Linked DNA regions of Mus musculus: region 1 is linked to region 2. A link is a contact called in public HiChIP or PLAC-seq data. All regions are on one chromosome and are shown on one strand. The core of a region is the stretch at or near the end of the contact, and the rest is flanking DNA. Distances in the headings are between cores, read along the strand shown.

What was found. HiChIP or PLAC-seq counts read pairs in DNA pulled down with a chosen protein or histone mark.
Region 1: a contact with region 2 is called in an H3K4me3 HiChIP or PLAC-seq map of bone marrow-derived macrophages, with 4 times the contacts expected there. The contact joins two enhancer-like sites. A contact is called at or near these places in 1 of 115 datasets of contacts at active chromatin or transcription factors (bone marrow-derived macrophages) and 1 of 9 other capture datasets (embryonic stem cells).

What each region holds. Positions count from the first base shown.
Region 1 is chr17:8,865,966-8,870,117 of GRCm38.p6, reverse strand. All of the region lies in intron 1 of Pde10a (phosphodiesterase 10A), which reads right to left. Among named protein-coding and RNA genes, the nearest start is that of Gm34321, 47 kb to the right of the region's middle. Within about 2 kb of position 2,042, at least 59 of the 459 cell types and tissues checked have an H3K27ac peak or open chromatin away from gene starts, as enhancers often do. A contact at or near this core is called in bone marrow-derived macrophages, where this site is marked.
Region 2 is chr17:8,503,221-8,507,393 of GRCm38.p6, reverse strand. No RefSeq gene overlaps it. Among named protein-coding and RNA genes, the nearest start is that of T, 71 kb to the right of the region's middle. Within about 2 kb of position 1,558, at least 236 of the 459 cell types and tissues checked have an H3K27ac peak or open chromatin away from gene starts, as enhancers often do. A contact at or near this core is called in bone marrow-derived macrophages, where this site is marked.

The sequences.
Region 1 (4,152 bases), core at 793-3,292, 360 kb before region 2:
TCGCCTGTTAAGTGTGAAGACCTCTCCTTCCTATATTCATTTCCTCCCACATCCACTCCACCCCATCCCTTCAACTGAAGCATCCCTATGGGTGACTGCTATATCAATGCCATTAACTTAACAACAACAACATTAACAGGAAAAAAAAAAAAAAATCAAACGACTCCTAGATAGTTCTCGCCTCGCTATATTCCAGTCCTCGAGTCACCTGCCTCCTCCTCTTCACCGTGTCTCCTCATCAGTGCCTCCTGTTCCCAGAAGGAGGTCCTCCTTCTTCGCTCGAGCTTCCTATCTCAGCCACCCTCCAGTCGCCCTCTCCTTCCATCTCTGATGTATGTAAGCTTCCTGTCCATACTGACACTGACTCGCAGGACTTCCACAGCCTCCTTAGCCTCCTCCATTCCAGTCCTTACTGCTGCTTGTCAGAACTCTGCTCACCATCTTCTCTCCTGAGGAAGGACCAGCGTCTCTCCGGGAGGTCAGAATCAACTCAACCGTCTAAATAGAGTAGAGTCATACTCTGAGTCCCCTCAGGCTATTTGTCTGGGTGCTGTTGAATGGAGAGATGCATCCTTCCAATGTGCGTGCCAGGTCTACAGCCGAAGCGCTCTCACAAGGAGCAGAACAGCAAGCGAGCAGAGGGGAAGTAAGCTACTCCAGAGGGACATGCAGAGCCCAGATAACTGAGTTGCCTTACCGCAAGGCTTCTGGTCCCAGGATCAAGGTTCCCTGTAGCCTAAGGAATTAGAACTAAGTTCCTTCAGTTGGCACCCACATAATTGACCAAGCCCGTGTACCCGTGTCCACCCTTCTGTCTCACAGGGCCTCTCACTCCAGGCCTTCAGATTCCCCCCCCCCCTTTATATTTCTCTCAGAAGTACACTCCTCTGCTGGAAAGGAGTATTTGAGGGGGCCTAAGACTCAATGGGAAGTTACCAGTGTCATGTTGTACCCGGCTGGGAAGACAGACATCGCACTCACTGAGACTTCTCCACACCCACGCTGCAAGCTCAAGTGACTGAGGACTCATCCGCGCCATCATGCATCAGCACTGGTCCCAGGGTGCTGTCACTGTCACGGGCTCCAACAGCGCTGAGTGGACTGTGGAGAGACTGCTGGTGTCGTGGTGGCCCACAGTGCCAGCTGTGGAGTTGGCGCTCCTACACCTGGCACTCCATGGAACTTCAAGAGAGACTAAGCTCCTAAGAGGCTTTACACCGCCTTGCCTGAGGCACCTCAGGAAGATGAAGCAACTTCAGGTGGCGCCACCAGAAACACTGGGCCTCTGCTTCTGGCTGTTCCCCTGCTTCTGGCTGCTCCCCTGCTTCTGGCTGCTCCCCTGCTTCCAGCTGCTCCCCTGCTTCCAGCTGCTCCCCTGCTTCCAGCTGCTCCCCTGCTTCCAGCTGCTCACTCTCTGCCATTACACAGGAATCTTCCAACTGCTGAGGAGACCAGAGCTGAAGCTTAGGTTACAGACAAAGGCCTTGGGGAAGCTTTCCCTGATGTCTGTGGCCTCTTCACTCTGTAGCCACACTTGCCTCCATTCCCTCAGGAAAGCCTGGACACGGGTGGGATACATGGTCTGGGCCAAAGCCCCTGCTAGCTAACCTGGACTGGTCTATGACATTCCTTTTTAGAAAGTTGACCCTACTGAACTATATTTTTTTCTTCATGCTATAAAATTTCAGACCATTTCTTCAATGGGAGGAAACCTTATACCTCCCATTCTTCACTTCCTGGAAAGAACCAGAAAGTATGCTGGAATTCGCAGATTGCCTTGTACCCGCTACAGCCGGATTCTCGGTAGAACAGGAACAAAGTATATCTTCACTAAAAGGGCACAAATCTATATGGGATTCTGGGTTTTTGCTTGTTGGTTTTTCAAGTATTAGTTCTTCACTGTTTGAGTGGGGGAGGGGAAACTTTGATGTGGAAATGCCTCTGTGCTCTGGCCCCGCCTCTTCTGCCAGTGTTCCTTCTTTTGTGGCTCTCAACTCTCCCTGACAACTGCACTGACATCAACTCTTTCCAGCCACATGAGTGTACCCTCTCAGGGCCCCAACACACGCTTCCTCCACTTCCACTACCGTTGCCTGGTGCAGAATATGGTGTGCTGCTGTTTCCAATAGGTTCACGTTCACTTCGGCACAACGTCCCAACCGCCTAAAAGTCGACACGTGTGTGCTGCGTTTATACTGGATGGTTGGAAAGATATGATCACGGCTCTTCTGTGTGTTCGCGGCAGGGTCGCAGAGGCGGATTGCACGCAGCCAGGAAACGCTGGGGAAGTGCTCCAGGGCCACAGGGAAGAGAAGCAAATGTATCAGAGGTGATGTGTCAAATAGAGGTCAGAGATGGCTCATACAGAGCAGGGGCACACTTGTAATGCACTAGCAGACAGGGTGGTAAGGAAGCGCCTGCACTCTCCCAGATTCAGAAGTAAGAGACAGTAACGTGCGAAGCAAGAGGCACACGGAGGATGCTACACGGGTGAGCCTGCTTCGGACTTTGGACTCTTTAATCTGACCACAACAGGAAACGGACTGATAATATGATCTCAAGGTGGCTATAAACAGATTAACATTTGAGAATGATCTTTCCTCCTGTGGAAAGAATTGATTGAGGCCAGGGATGCCAATCAAGAAACAAGCAGGAGGTGGAAAACTGATGTGTAGAGACAAGACTGAGGAGCAGTTAGACGCATGTGACAGAGGAGGAGGAGGAGGAGGAGGAGGAGGAGGAGGGGGAGGAGGGAGAGGAGGAAGGATTCCAGAGTCATTCATGACTCCTCTTAACTCAGATGTCTCACCAAACCATTGTAAAATCCTCTTTCCCAGAATTTTAAAGCCAACGGAACCTGGACACATTTAACTTCCCACATGGCAACACCTCCATTCAAGCTGCCATCTTATCTCTCACTGGACACGGAAGTAGACTCCTAACTGGCTAGTCTGTGTCACCTACAGTCTGGCCTCAAATCACCAAACCAAAGGTTCACTCATACAACCAAAGCTGGCTAACATCCCAACTATCTACATAAAGGTCAAAGTTCACAGAAACTTTATGTGACCCACCCTTCATGACCTCCCTGGCCTCTGACGCTGGGTGTCGCCTATGCCTGGCAGAATGACAATGGGTAATGTCACATAAACGAAGCAATACAGTATCTGACACTGCCATCTTCCAGCCTCCAGTGAACTGAATTGGGAAGAGCCTAGTGGGTCCCCTGAAGTATGTGCACTGCACTACTCTGTAACTCTCTAATACCGTCGTGCCTCATTTCCTCGTTATTATTTAACTTTCTTTTGGTTTCTCTTGCAGAAGGGAATTGATTGCAAGAAGAGAAATTTTGTTTGTCTGTTCACTGATGTATTCCAAACTACTAGAAGACCTGGTCTCTAATTGGTAGATAGTTTTTTATTTTTTCCTCCTTTGGCGCTAAGGGTTGAAGGAAGGATGGTAGAGCACGGGCTCACATCTCAAGCCCCCAAACACTGAACTCAACGAGTGTCTGAAGATACTGAACCTAACATCGGAGATCAGGAAAAAGAAACAGAGAGGGGTTGGATCAGAAACAAGTTCCATAAATAATGCCTGAGCTGAATCTTACATCAGGAAATTAAGCAGGTGGGTTTTTAATTTCTAGAGGAACCACTATGGGAGAAGGCGCAGGTGTGGGTACAGCACAGAACAGGTGTGGTACCACAAATAATTGTGAGTTTCTAGAGCTTGTATAAAAAGGCAGCCATGGGGCTGGTGTCATCAGCCATCCGAGAGACCCAGTTACAGTATGTGCACTGTGAATTCCAAGAGCACCTCACTCTCTTGATGACAGCTAATGTTTGAAGGGGGGGGGGGGGAGAATCCGTATAGGATAATGGGATGCATTTAAGAGATACCTTTTTAAAAGTCAGGAATATATGAGATGCTAAGAAAAACCAGGGCACAGGAATACTTAGGTATATTTTCCCAGGGCTAATTGACTGTCTGTCTGCTGGGCAGTAGTGTGTCCTGGGTTCTAAGTTTGGGTAGCTATGTGCATGGCATAACCACCTAATACATAATAAAATGGCGAGATGGGCTTTGAACATGTTAAATTATGTAACCGTGGCACCTTGAGTTGGAAAAAATGGGTGATTAAATATGTTAATT
Region 2 (4,173 bases), core at 309-2,808:
AAACTTCACATCACATAACCATGTCACTTACAATGGACAGGGGTGGGCAGAGTATGTGGCTGGGGGAAATTCTGTGTGCTACCCTCAGAACACTGGCCTCAGAATAAGGAGCTGCAAAGGGTTTGCTCTGACTCTTCCTAAGTCCAGAACAATTCTAACTTCCTTTCCTCAGTCCCCAAATGTACTCAAAGACCTTATATAACACCCAGCAGGGTCTGTTCTTTGGGCTTCCAGACCTTTCTCTTCTGGAGTCTTGGTTTTCTCTGGCTGTGTTAAAAACAGCTAAGGCTGGGGATGGATCCAGCAAACAGTACTGTGAGGTACCCCGGAACCACATACTGTGGCAGAAGCCATCGTTCTCAGCCCTCATCTTCTTCGCTCCACATCTTTACTGCAGAGTGAGCTGACTGCACGTCTTCATAAGTCCAGGATTACCAACTAAGGAAGGCAAGTTACTTGCAACCATAGCAGCTGCCCACAGCTCCCTCCCCCACATCCTCCAGCAAGGATGGAGATGTTTCCAGAGAGGGACTGGGGCAAGGCGACCAGTAAAAAGAAAGCTAATGACATCTTCACTCAACATCAGCAGGATGTGGCCCACAAAGGCTGCTGATGGCATATTTTATATTGAATGTGACACGTGGCAATTTGGGTGCACAATGAAGAAGAAATCAGCACGAGGTCTTAGCCTTAAGACAGTTTCGAAAATAACCTTCATCGGTCATGTCTCAGCCTATCTCCTGTCATAAGTAACAGATTATATGTAGTAAATATAACTGAGTTTCCTTAAACTGTTGATTGATGGACTTTGGTGGGTCAGGCAGCTATCAGTGGATAAAATAATTTTTTTTTACAGAAAATTAGGGAAGCTGGATTAGAAATCTATTAGGCCTTTTTTTTAAGCATTCAAAAATGGATATAATGGTGCATCTTGAAAATTTATCTGCAGATGGAGTTGTGGATGGATGTCAGTAGAGAGACAGGGGGAATCGGGAGCTGACTTGAGGAAGGAGTGGGTCAGGCAGGTCCTGATGGGAGGACTGAGTCCAGCCACTGACATTCACCAAGGACAAGACAGGGTGGGTGGCGCCTGTCTTCGCTTGGCCCCGCCCCTGTGCTCAAGAGCACTTGCGTCATTGCTGCAGCCTGGATCCTTGCCCAGAGCAGAGCGCCCCGGGTGTTGAAGACCAAGACAGGGAAGCATTAGCTTAGTGCAGAGTCGCCTGGCACTGGAGCCCAGCCGGGCAGAGGACCGAGGGAGCGCATCCAGGCTGCCCGTGCATGGAAAGCAGTGAGGCCATGAGACCAGTTAAATAACCCTCTGCCTTCCTTCTCCGGGAGCGCTGCTCACAAATGTACGGCACGAGGACTGAGAACCATAAAACACACTGTCTGTATTTTATTCTCGAATACACCTGTACCTTCCCTGTATTTAAGCACACACTAGCATCTTTGTTGGATTCAACTCCTCGGCATGTGTGGTGGGGGAAGGGCACCTAGCAGCCAGAGAATTTCTCCCCTTCAGGAAGTCTCTCAGCTCTGCTGACGCCAGCACCCTGCAGCTTCAATTCTGCTGCAACAAACCACCAGGGCTGCGTGTGTCCTGCCTCTTCCTTAGCTGAGCACATCTGTTTAAGAAAGGCCTCAGCCCTCTCTAAGGCACTAGCTAGATAGTCTTTTTTTTTTTTAATAATTATTATTTTTTTATTATTTTATTTTTATTTACATACACACACATACATACTTAGTTACTTTGCATTTTATGTTCCTTGGTGTTTTCCCTGCATGTATGTCTATGTGAGGCTGTCAGAAGCCCTAGAACTAGAGTTACAGACAGGTGTGGGCTGACATGTGGGTGCTGAGAATTGAACCTGGGTCTTCTGGAACACCAGTCAGTGCTCTTAACCCCTGAGTTTAAAGTAAGAGGGAACATGAAAGCATCTTGCAGTTTGTTATAGAAAACGCTTTGCCTTCGCCTGGAGTGACTATTCAACAATCTAAAGCACTTGCTACTCTTGCAAAGGACCTGGGTTGGGGTCTAAGCACCCAGATCGCAACCTTCCATAACTCCAAATTCAGGGGATCCAGTGTCCTCTCTGACCTCCAGGGACGCCAGACAGGTATGTGGAGCACAGACACACATGCAGGCAAAACACATAAACATAAAATAATTCCTTAAAATCTTTGAGGTCTGACTTTTACAAGATAGTAAGACTCCTCGCAATTTTGAGGAACTTATTGCTTAAATTTGAGTATGCCTGCTTTCTAACTTGCCTCATGCAAAAATAAGAGTTAAAAACAGTGCACAAAAATACCTGCAAGTGAACCTTGATTAATGTGGACATAGTCATTCCAGGATGGGAGGGAAGAGTGTGCCTCTGAAATGCTAACCAAGACTCCTGTCTGCCAGGAGTGTCTCTGCACCTGGAATCTTGTAGAAAAGATCACAGACCTTCTAGACACAACCACAGATCCTTTTGAGAACATGCCCTTGGGCCTTGGTTAGTATCCCATGACTGATGTTTCTGAATGTCTTAGGGCAGTAAACAAGTCCTGATACTCCCAAGGCAGTTTCTGGAGGTGACTGCGACATTGGAAGAAGTATCAGGCAAAAACTTGGCTTCTGTCTCAGAACACACTGGTACCTGGTGTGAAGGCATAATGGTGTGAACGCATATTAGGTCAGTCTTTTAAGGCCGTGTGTGGTGTAAATGTGAAATGTCCCCTTAGGCTTGTGGGCCCCTAGCAGTAGGGCTGTTTGAGAAGGCTGTGAAACCTTGAGTAGGGTGGAGCCTTGCTGGAGGAAGTGAGTCACTGAGGGTGGGCCTTGAGGTTTTATAGCCTACTTCCATTTCTCATTGGCGCACTGTCTGCTTCCAGAGTATGGATACAATAGGGAACAGTCATTCTGCCATCCACACCTTCCCAACAGTAATGGAAGATAGCCCCTTGAACATAAGCCAGAATAAACTCTTACTGTCATAAAATCAGAGACAAGACAATGAAGGACACAGAGAAGCGATGTGCTATAAAATGTTCTGTGTTGGAAAAAAACAAACATAACAGGTATCAGGAAGAGCTAGTATGGGTCAGCTTTGTAGAGCCGGCAGCATTAGAGTCAAGTTGGGTGAGAGCATGCCCAGTGTGTTGGAGAAACAGGAGAAAAACTGCAACAGTAGTGGGAGCCCCTGGAGGTCCTAGCGCTTCGAACTAGACAAACAGCAACACCTTAGGACGGATGATGCAATCTGAGATGTGGTAGAGGTTTCTGGCTTCTTTAATAACTCAGTTGTGTCACGTGATGTTTTCTGGACGTTGAAAGAGAAAATGTGATGTTCTACTGGAAACAAACGCTTGGGAGGGCATGTGGTGTTTATCAAGAGAAGCTTACAGACAGTGAGAGGGCACTCTCACACTGCAACGCTTCACTTCGCTGGTCTTCACAGAGAAGAACGCATCAAAGAATTTCTCATGGTATTCCGGCTGATCCTGGCCACCTCCACTTTGCCAGTTCATCAGAGCTTTGTGGGTTTCTTTTGGATTGTGCTGTGATTGATGTTTTAGATGGACTGCTGGTATCCTGACAATAAAGATTGGAATCGTCCCAAAGATCTACTTCTAAACAGGGTCCATAACCCCCTTGTCCTATTAACCATCTTTCTCCCCTCCCTTTGGTTGGTGGGCTAAAAGGAAAGTTGAAACATTTAAGAACCCTAAATAAAGTAAGTTCAGAAAAATCTAAGCCTACACTGAGATGCCTGTTAGGGATCTCTGGCTGCAGATGAGGGATGCTCTAGAGGGGCAGTGGTGAGAGGCAGGGGAGGAGACTGTGCCAGAACCCCAGATAAAGATGAATCCACTCAGGCAAAGGGAGGCTTATGGCCACAGCAGACAACACCGTATTCCAAACAGGTCATGGCGAAGCTGCAAAGAGTCCACCCTCCCACCCCACCACGGGAGGCCCCCAGAGAGGACTCTGAAAAAGTCACCTAAGCTTGAACATTTTATCAGGGAACTAAGCAACATGAACAGCACTACACTGGGCTTGAAAAGAGACCAAAAATGAATCCTGGAGTTGAAACGTGCCACAAGCAGAAGAGGGCAGTGGATAAGTCTAAAGTAAAGTTTGAAGACAACGAATAGACAAGATTAGTAAATCAAAGGCATGCATAG